2 separate regions of the Mus musculus genome follow, and region 1 is linked to region 2. The links are chromatin contacts, called in public HiChIP or PLAC-seq maps. All regions are on one chromosome and are shown on one strand. Each heading gives the region's core, a stretch centred on a gene start, on an enhancer-like site or on the middle of the called end of the contact. The rest is flanking DNA. Distances are from core to core; before and after follow the strand shown. Region 1 has its middle 19 kb from the start of Mir7048. Region 2 holds the start of Grik5 (glutamate receptor, ionotropic, kainate 5 (gamma 2)).

Region 1 (5,094 bases), core at 2,021-4,520, 130 kb before region 2:
CAAGGAGTTGCCCGGGCGCACCTGCAACCTTCCACGGTGCATGCTCTGTGGATCCCTCCTGGGCTTGTCAGAGAGTTTTGGGTACCAAAGAGGTCTAGTAGACTCCCCAGAAGTGGCTTACACCAGCACCATGAAGGCAACGCAAGAGCTTCAAAAGTTCAGAGTCAGGATTTGAGGGAGGGGGCAATATCTTACCACTGAGATAGGACCCTGTTGGGGCTTGACGACAGTGGCCCATCACTCCACAGAGGAACAGAGCTGAGGGCTTGCCCTGGAATGAGGAGTTCCCCAGAATGATTCCAGTATGTGGGGGCTGGGGGGCAGGGGCAAAACGGTCCTTACCAAGGCCTCAGAATATTTCTGAATTAGATGTAAAGAGACTGGGCAGAGGAGACATTAAGGGGGAAAAAGCCACCTAGACCCTTTATTTGGCCTGTAGTCTTCCTGCTGCCACCTATATGGGGAGTTGAGAACTATCAGAGACAGATGTGAGCCCTTGGCATGGGAACTTAAGGTGACTGAGGTGGCCCTAGTGCACTCAGCTTGGCAGCAACTGTTCCATGAAACCTCCATGTAGCTGGGCTGAACTGAACACCCTGGGGATTCCAGGTTGGGCTCGAGAAATCGGGAAGAGCCCCTGTTTTATTGATACCCAAGACTGGCACTCCGGGACTCACAGACCAGAGTGACCAGACAGCTGTGACTGAGCAGTTGGGCTTCTCTGGAGAAGCCCAAAGGACAGTGAATGGAGAGATGCGGCCTGCTCACTAGCACGACCAGGCCCAACAGGGAACATGTTTCTTAACCCCAGAGCTTGGGGGAGAAAGCAGGAGGGTCAGGAGTTCAAGGTCATCCTCAAACACAACAAGTTTGAGGCCAGCCTGGTCTCCTTGAGACCCTGCCTCAAAAGCAACAATGACAGAAAAAATTACCACATCACTGAGTAACATTTGAGTCATGAAATACAACATTCAGAAAAAGTATGGAAGATACCACATGTAATGTAAATCTCATGTGTAACCCCATGCCGGGGTTTGTGGAGGAAGCAAGCTGAGCCATCTCTCCTGGAGGCCTCTACCAGCTGCTTTTCCGTTCTTTCTTACTATGTAGCCCTGGCTAACCTGGGACTCCCTACGTACACCAGGCTGGCCACAAACTCAGAGATCCACCTGCCTTTGTGAGCTTTTCCGAGTGCTGGGGTTAAGGGTGTGGGACAACACAGCTAGCTGGTACAATACATTTTTATTTTTCATATATCTTGTGTCATGTCTTATTTTGCTCACTGCTATGCTGTGAGGCTCTTCCGTGTGTTTATCTGAAATTGATGTGTTTTTATTGCTACGTATCATCCCAGTGTGTGGATACGCTATGAATTCACGTGCTGGGTGGATATTTTGAGTTGTTCCCATTTGAAGCCGCTATGAACATTCTCGAGCATATTTGTTTACTTGTTTTTTTTAAAGATTTATTTATTTTTATTATATGTAAGTACACTGTAGCTGTCTTCAGATACTCCAGAAGAGGGAGTAAGATCTCGTTACGGATGGTTGTGAGCCACCATGTGGTTGCTGGGATTTGAACTTCGGACCTTCGGAAGAGCAGTCGGGTGCTCTTACCCACTGAGCCATCTCGCCAGCCCCCTGTTTACTTGTTTTGTGTGTGAACAAACTCTTCTTTCCACTGGGATCTCTCTCCCTTGAGGTAGAATTGCTGGTCATGGTTATGAATAGGGTCTGCTTTGGTAGATCCCATCTGAACACTGCATCCCATAATCCTGATCAGGTTACCACAGACACAGTGACTGACGGATTATCAACCACCATGTGGGTGCTGGAAATGGAGCCCAGGATCTCTGGAAGAGCAACCAGTGCTCTTAACCAATGAGCCATCCCTCCAGCCCCTCCAGTGAGCATCTCTATTGTTTCCCCTTGAGACCATTTTCCCTAAAGTGGATATACAGATAGATACCTTGTCACCAGTGGTGCCCGAGCAGCCCCTGCTTCCTCCTCACCAGTCTGCTGTTGTCAGACAAATACATCCGCTCATCTGTTGGGTGTGTAGTAGTGCATCATTGTGACTTATTTTCTTTCTCTCCAGTGATTGATTGCTTCTGCTTTTCTAAGAAAGTATTTTGTTTTATTTATGATAGGTGTGTGTGTGTGTCTGTGTGTGCATATGCTTGGCGGTTAAAAGAGGACATTGAATACCCTAGATCTAGAGTCACAGGAGGTTATGACCTACCCAAGTGGCTGCTGGGAACCTGGTCCTTCACAAGAGCAGCAACAACAGACAAGAGCTTCTCAGCTGCTGAGCCATCTTTCCAGCCTTCCCCCTTTTTGGAGGTAGTAGGAAGGGAGCAGCAGTCTGAGTCTGTCTTAAATGTATTCCAGACTAGCCCTGAAGTTCCGATTCTTTTTCCAGTTCGTTTGTTCTTTCTTTCTTTCTTTCTTTCTTTCTTTCTTTCTTTCTTTCTTTCTTTCTTTCTTTCTTTCTCTCTCTCTCTCTCTCTCTCTCTTCCTTCCTTTCTTTCTTTCTTTCTTTCTTTCTTTCTTTCTTTCTTTCTTCCTCTTTCTTCCTTCCTTCCTTTCTCTCTCTCTCTCTCTTTCTTTCTTTCTTCCTTTTTTTTAAGAATTATTTTTATTTATTTTTCTGTATATGAGTACACTGACACTGTTTTCAGACACACCAGAAAAGAGCATCAGATCCCAATACAGATGGCGTGGGCCACCGTGTGGTTGCTGGGATTTGAACTCAGGACTTCTGGAAGAGCAGTCAGTGCTCTTAACCACTGAGCCATCTCTCCAGCCCCCTTCTTCCATTTCTTGACTGCTCAATTTACATGTGTATGCCACTATTGCTTGGTTTCATTTCTGCTTACTCTTTAATTTTTAAAACAAATATTTCAGGGGGAGGGAGGGAGGGAGGAGAGCGAGCGTGAGCATGTTTGTGTGTGTTTTGTATTTGGTCGTGTGTATGCAATGCACTTGAGGAGACCAGAGGACAACTTTGTGGAGTATGTGGGTCCCTGGCATTGAACTCGGGGTTAAGCCAAGATCCATCTCACCAACCCAATTTCTGTTTGTTCTTGAGTAAAGACTGTGAGGGAGTGAAGTGCACAAGGCAGGGGCCCACACTCCACCCCAGCCTGTGCATCCTGCTAAACATCTGACTGCCCTGCGATGACCTATTTTTTATTGTTACATTGTGTCACATTTTCTTTCTGCCTCATCCTTTGACCAGCCTCTGTCTCACCCCGCCATCCACTCCCTGGACCACACCTTGGACTGAGTCATTCCCTGGAAGTGTAAACAAACAAAGGGACATTTCCTGAGTCCTTATACCACGTGCCAGGCACCATGCCAAAGGCTCAGTGTGCATTTATCCCTCATACATTCCTGCGAGGCTGGTAGTAATTCCCTCATCATTTAAGCTCTGTGAGACACACACAGCTAGGTGAGGCCACTTGTCTGAGTGACACAGTGAAGTGACAAGCAGGATTGTGCAAGTCCCAAATTTAAATTCTTAGGGGTGTGAACGTAGCTTGACGATAGCATGCTTGCTTAGTGTCCAAGGACCCAAGGTCACACAGGGTTCGGGGCTGGACTTTGGTCTCGGCATTGAGGGTACTAGCTACTTTCTCAGAGGACACAATGTGAGCCCTGTCACACACAGGCAGTTGACAACTGTCACTGATTTCAGGGGTGGCCAACCTCTGCAGAAATCAGGCATACGTGTGGTGCACATGCAGACAAAACACCCATGTACGTGCAGTAAAACAACTTTCAAAAAAAAATTAAAAATTTAAAAAATATTTGGTTTTCCTTTTTCTTTTTTTCTTCTCTCTTTTCTTTTCTTTTTGTTTTATTTTTATTTATTTATTTATTTATTTATTTTTGGTTTTTCGAGACAGGGTTTCTCTGAATAGCTCTGGCTATCCTGGAACTCACTTTGTAGACCAGGCTGGCCTCAAACTCAGAAATCTGCCTGCCTCTGCCTCCCAAGTGCTGGGATTAAAGGCATGCACTACTGCTGCCTGGCTATTTTCTTAATATTTAACATTTAATTTTTATGTTATGCATGTATGTATGTAAGTGCACCACATGTGTGCAGAAGTCCACAGAGTTTGGAAGGGGCATTTGGTGTTTGTTCCCCTAGAACTATAGTTACGGAGCTGTAGTTTCGAGCTGTCATGAAGGTGCTGACACCAAACCTGGGTCCTTTGCAAGAGCAATAAATACTCTTAACTGCTGAACCATCTTTCCTGAAAATTTAAAAGTCACATTTGTGTGTTGTGTGTGTTGTGTTGTGTGGGTGTGCATATGCATGCCACCGTGTACATGTAGAAGTCCCCAGACACTCTCTCCTGCTGTGTGTCCTGGGAATTGAACTTAGACAATTGCACTTGACAGCAAGCACCCGCTAAGCCTTCTCATTGGCCCCAAATTCCTGGGTTTGATCACAACCCTATACAGTCTTCCATGCCTTCAGACTCCAGTATCCCAATCATCCCAGCATCTGCCATCTCCACCTGTCAGGCCTTCCTGGCTGTCACACCTGTGTTATCAGGTCCTCTCAGGATCCTTCTGTTGTGTACCAGTGGAGCAGACCCCTCCGGCTTCTCCTTTCCCCATGCAGCTACAGTCTTCTGGCAAACCTTCTGATCTCTCTCACTAACCCTCTGATAGAACCTCAGCAGGAAACGGAAGGGACCACAGCTGGAACTTTGAAGGTAATTTAATGAAGGAACTGTTGGTGAGGACATTGTTGAGGGAACCTGGAGGGAGGGTAATACCACAGGAAACTGACCATACTGCCCTTAAATCTAACTGGCAGGATGTCGCATGAAATGGTACTACTGGAACTCGCGAGCCTGCCTTGAGGAGCTGAGGCTGTGGAAGGCACCATACAGCTACCATCAGAGCCAAGGGATTGAGCAGAGAGAGCTTGGAGGGGTGCCTAAAATGCACGATCTTCCTGCTTTAAGGCCTTGCTGGTGCTTCGAAAGGAAAACCTTGAGATCAAAATGCTAGAGGGGCTGGGCGTGGTGGCGCACGCCTTTAATCCCAGCACTTGAGGCAGAGGCAGGTGAATTTC
Region 2 (5,286 bases), core at 2,355-4,854:
CTGTCCCCCGTTTCCCCAACTGAAGCTCAGAAAAACTAGGAGGGGTTTGAACACAGAACCACAGGTAGGTCTGAGTCTCCAGTTGTCACCATGTGTGTGCCCTCCTTTGGATGTCTAGCTGGATGTCTTCTTACTGGACTCCCTAGCAAGTATACCTACATGTTCTAACTAGGCTGCTTATCCTGGCCCTGGTACTTCTTAGCTGTGACTTTGGGCAAAACAACTCCACTCTGTCTCAGGTTTAGTTTTTTTTGTTGTTGTTGTTGTTGTTTTGGTTTTTTTTAGTTCTTCGAGACAGGGTTTCTCTGTATAGCTCTGGCTGTCCTGGAATTCACTTTGTAAAACAGGCTGGCCTTGAACTCAGAAATCCACCTGCCTCTGCCTCCCGAGTGCTGGGATTAAAGGTGTGCGCCACCATACCCGGCTTTTGTTTTTGTTTTTATCTCTGAAAAGGGATGCTAGTCTTTGTCCCGGGTTTTCGAGACACTAAGTAAATACTGCTATATAGAAATTAATTTTTGTTGGGCAGTGGTGGCACACACCTTTCCAGCACTTGGCAGAAGCAGGTGGATTTCTGAGTTAAAGGCCAGCCTGGTCTACAGAGTGAGTTCCAGGACAGCCAGGGCTACACAGAGAAACCCTGTCTGACACCCCCCCCCCAAAAAAGAAAATAATTGTTGAGACAGCATCTCTATGTAACCCTGAAACTCGTATGTAGTCCAGGCTGGTCTCAAGAGATCCCCCTGCTTCTGTCTGCCTGCTGGGATTAATGGCATGCATCACTACACATGGCTCGAGGACTTACTTTTAGTATCTGATTAGTATCTTGAGGTGCCTAGTGGTAACTGACATCCAAGTGTGTTAGGTGACAATGGAAATTCTGCCCAGTGCTTTTCATTCATTATTTAATTCTACCAGTCCTCTCAGAGACAGTTACCATGAGGTGCTAAGAAACAGGCCGGGAGAAGTCATGTGTCCAGGTTCCCACGGGGAGAGAAGAAAGCCATCATTCCACCCCAAGAGATGGTTCCCTAGGTCTATACTCAGTTCCCCGGTGGGTGGATTGTTTGGGATCAAAGGGTGAATGGTTGACTTCAGGAAGAGCAAAGCAAAGGATGGGGGAAGGGAAAGGGGGAAGGGGAAGACAGCAGATTTTTAAAGTAAAAGATTAAGGTAGGAGGTAGTGAGCCCTAAGGTTTGGGCCTAGCTGTTTGCTAGTGTAGTTTGGATTTGCCCTTGGGGTGAAATCGCCTGTGTAGGAGCCCAAGTGCAGACCAGACTGAGCTCTTGGCAGGCTCTGGGCCTGCAGGTAGTGTTTTGTTCCTGCTGAGGCCCCCTTTTCCCTCTTGAGGTCCCAGCTTAGCTTCTCAGGCTCCTCTCTCTAAAACCGCTCGGGCATCCCAACTTAATTTGGGCTGCCTACGTCCTTTCTCTGCAGAGGAAACCTGTTCGGGTCAGACACTGTGCTGTGGTAGCACTGGACTGGACCTTTTGGGACAGATTATGTTTAGAGAGGGTGGATAATACCATCCCTGGATCAGCAAAGATACGGAGAGGCAGGCATGAAGTACTGGCCTCAGGCTTGGCTAGAACGGAATGTGGGTGTTAAGGAGACTGTGGATGTTAACCCTAGAAGGATAAAGAGGCATGGACAAGTTTGGTGGTCCTACAGGGTCAGATATATTATGTCACATGTTGTTGGGCATGTCCCACGAAGTCAGAGCTCACCAAGCCAGACCTGCAATACTCTGAGTTGCCACGTGCCAACTGTGTGTGCGAGGCATGTGGTCACATGTGCTGGGGGCTGCACGTGAGAGTGTCAGTGTCTCCTCCCCATCACGAGCATGGGGGTGGTGGTGAGTCACGGGCTCAGCCTTCAGCGCCAACTGTCATGTTCCTTCCCCCCAAATTTCACCCCCCAACACACACACCCAGCCCTGCACCACCCACCCCCACTTGAAGATCTGTGTGGATTTTCTGTTCCATCCCCCTGCCCTTCTGGGCTTTCTCAGGGAGACGGCAGTATTCCTTAAGAAAGGGTGCTTCTCTCAGCTCTGCCATCTTGTCACCCCCTCCCACTGCCTCACTGCTCAGGTGACTAAAAGATGAGGGCCTCTTCTGGCTTCCCACTCATCTCCACGGGTCCCCAGGAGTTCTCTGTGCACAATGGAGAATCCCTTCCTCCCCTCAACATCTTGAGCCCGTTTCCAGAGGCTTCCCAGTTCTATGTCTCCCAGCTTGCCATGCCTGCCTCAGTGGTCCTCTCATGTCTATGAGCCACGTGACTGTCTCTGTGGGTCTCCTGTACCCATGGGGCTGTCTCCATCAGGAGACCTCTCCTAGCTTACTGGGCCCCGTGTATGCTTCCTGGTTGCTCCTTCTGTGTATGGCTCCCTATTCTGAGGAGTCTTTCTGTCTCTGGCCTCTGCCACCTTCAAACACCTCTGTGTCCTATATGCTGTTCTCTTGTCCTCAGGTGGCTTGCTTTTCCATGGCTGGCTTTCCTTGGCCTTGTGGAGTTTGTGGGCCTTGGCCCACCTCTCTTGGGTCTTGATGGCTGGCTGTCTCTTTCCCTGCATTTTTCTCCATCTCTGTAGTCCTCTCTCCCCATCTCTAGGCCCTTCCCTCAGTTCTCCCCACCAATGCCTCTCAGCTCCATGGGCTCCAGAATCCTGGGCTGCCTGGGCAGGGCGGTGGCATGGTGTGGTTGGAGGGGGTGGCCCCGGGGGTTGGCCCTTCATCCAATGCAGCTCGCTCTTCTCATCAGCATTCTCCTCGCAGGGCCCCCCAGCCCGACCAATACGATCTCCCCCTCCTCTGCTTCCCTCCCTCCTTGCTCCCTGCCTGCCTGCCTCCCTCCCTCCTGCCCGCCCTCCTCCCTGCCTCCCTCCCTTCATCTCTCCCCTCCACCACCACCACCACCACCATCACCACCACCACCACCACCACCACCACCCCACCCCCCCGCGCTCCAGGACTCAGCGCGGGCGGGCGGGCAGGCGGCGGCCTAGGAGGGGAGAAGGAGCAGTGGCGGCAGCGGTAGTAGCGGCCGGCAGCAAGGAGGCAGGCCCGGCTGGGGACACGGAGCCGCCAGCGGCTGCCGCTCACAGGGGACCAGAGTGTGCGGCCAGGCCCTCCCACCGAGAGCCGGCGGGCCCCGGGACACCCCACCCTCCTCCGCCTTCCCGTTCCACCTGCTTCTCTCCATCCTCTCCTCCCACCTCATCTCGCCACCTCGTCTGCCTCCCTTCTTGGTCTCACCAGGGCTGCCAGTTGCTCTGTCCTCGCTAGCCCCTTCATTGACCGGCCTCTCCTGGCCCTCAAGCATGTTTTTCCCGTGGGGACTGAGGGGTTGAGGACTCCCGGCCCTAGCCTCATCCAGGGCAGGGCCAAGGCTCTGGGGGGAGGGGGGGGAAGGGGGCGGCCCCCTCCCCCCCAGCAGGCCCTCCCCTCCCCCACTTCCCCCCGATGGCTGGCTTTCTTTTCTCCACCCAGTCCTCACCCCCAGTGCCCCCCCCAGGCCGGCCCGGCTAGGGGAGGGGGCGGGGGCCCTTTCCTGGGCCGGCTTCCCCCTCCCCCGGCTTTGCCTGTGCCCCCCTCCCTTCCGTTTTCACCTTCCTCTCCTCCTTTCCTCCCTCCTTCCCCTCCGTTTGCTCCTTCCCCCTCTCCTCTCTCCCCTTCTCTCCTCCATTTTCTCCTTTCCCCTTCCTCCCCTCCTGGCCCGCCCTTTGCTTTTCCACCTGTCCTTCCTCCCCGCTGCTGGGGAGACACCGTTTTGGATTAGTTGGGGGCCACCGCCGGCGGCGGGGGAGGGGGCCCAGTGGACTGCCCTCTCCCCCGGCCCCAGCCTCACCAGCACCCAGCATCGGAGCACCTCCTGGTTGTCGTTCCTCGGGCCTCGAGGGAGCCCAGCCCTCCGTCCCACCAGGATCCGTAAGTGTCTGCAGGGCGGGGATTGGGCTGGGTCCTGGGTCCTGGAAGGCCAGGCTCCCTGTCCGGCTGGCGGGGGCCCCCACAGTCCCTGCTCCCCGTGGATGGCAAGGAACCTATTTCTCGCTGCTTTGTGCCCTCCCTCTCAACCTCTCATTCTCCACGACCTCTTCTTTTCTCACCCTTACTTCTGGGTACACACCTCACACCTGCCCTCAGTCCCAGCTTTCCGGGGTCCTGTGGTAGCCAGCTCACTTCACTGGCTCCTGGATTGTCCCTCCTCCAAGCTTTGGGTCCCAGACCCACACTGGCTCCTGACTTCTTGTGTGTTGTTGTGTGTTGGGTTCTCTCTCTCTCTCTCTCTCTCTCTCTCTCTCTCTCTCTCTCACCTCTTTCACTAAGCCTTACCATAGGCCCGGCCCCATTGCACCTTCTGTCTGTCTTCTGGAGATGCCTTTACATTTTCAAGTCTGTATTTCGCCTGTCTCCCAGGCCTGTCCAACTCTGCCCAACTTCTCTGTTCTCCGCTGTTCTCCTAAGCCAGGCTCTGCATCTGACTCTGATGAGACACTAGTTCTCATCTAGTCTTCTTCCCACTCTGTCTTTCCATTCTTTGCCTGATCCTCTCCACCTCCAGCCTCTATCTCTCACTTTTCTGCTTCCCTCCCCCAGACCCCACTGTGGGCCCCTAGTCATCCCCATCTACTGCTCTCTGTCCCTGGCTTCTGCCCGGGTTCTTCCACCCACCATCCCAGTCTCTCCACTTCTGGACCACACCACCTGGCCTTTTAGCTTCCATCCCTCCCAGTACCCGTGGGCTGGGGACTCTGGGATCCTCTGTGTATGCTGCTATGCCCTTCCAGGGCATCCGCTTTGACTCAGTTTCCCTCCTGGCTCATCCTCTCTCTCGCTTGTGTGGTCAGCCCTCTCCCTGTGCGCTTCTTCTTCAAGCCTTTTCATCCTGGATTCTGCCCCTCTGGCCTCAGCCTCTTTAGGCTGCTGTGCGCTTGTCCCTAGCTCACACTCTCTGTGTGTCTGTCTCAGGCTGTGGTTGTTTGTTTGTTCTGCTTTTGGAGACAGGGTTTCCTATAGCCCAGGCTAGCCTGGAACTCACCAAGGAGCTGGGTCTGGCTTTGAACTCCTGACCCTCCTGCCTCTGTCTACTGATAGCTGGTATTACAGGTGTGTGTCAGCACACCCTGCTGGCCCCTTGGTTGTTATACTTGTTGTTATTCATCTTTGGGCCCCCTCTCTTCTCCTGTCTGCCTCCTGTCCTTTGCACGTGTCTCCCCTTGCCCATCTCTCCTCCAACCTGTAGGACCTGGCCCACTCTCCTCAGCCCCCCCCCCCCCCCCC

Evidence for each region. HiChIP or PLAC-seq counts read pairs in DNA pulled down with a chosen protein or histone mark.
Region 1: an HNF4G HiChIP or PLAC-seq map of pancreatic cancer cells shows a contact between it and region 2. The contact joins the enhancer-like site here to the promoter of Grik5 in region 2. A contact is called at or near these places in 4 of 39 promoter capture datasets (the C10 cell line, embryonic stem cells, macrophages and 1 more), 4 of 15 datasets of contacts at CTCF or cohesin (CD8 T cells, the NIH/3T3 cell line, embryonic stem cells and 1 more), 22 of 484 Hi-C or Micro-C datasets (B cells, CD8 T cells, Th1 cells and 15 more), 31 of 115 datasets of contacts at active chromatin or transcription factors (the 230-238 cell line, CD8 T cells, the SCID.adh cell line and 19 more) and 5 of 9 other capture datasets (adipose tissue, embryonic stem cells, liver and 2 more).

Annotation. Positions count from the first base shown.
Region 1 is chr7:25,196,072-25,201,165 of GRCm38.p6, reverse strand. It overlaps a transcript of Dedd2 not described here. Among named protein-coding and RNA genes, the nearest start is that of Mir7048, 19 kb to the left of the region's middle. Within about 2 kb of position 3,270, at least 53 of the 459 cell types and tissues checked have an H3K27ac peak or open chromatin away from gene starts, as enhancers often do. A contact at or near this core is called in group 2 innate lymphoid cells and pancreatic cancer cells, where this site is marked.
Region 2 is chr7:25,070,687-25,075,972 of GRCm38.p6, reverse strand. It overlaps Grik5 (glutamate receptor, ionotropic, kainate 5 (gamma 2)), which reads left to right and starts at 3,604. Exons shown (of 20, transcript NM_008168.2): 1 at 3,604-3,933. It also overlaps a transcript of Zfp574 not described here.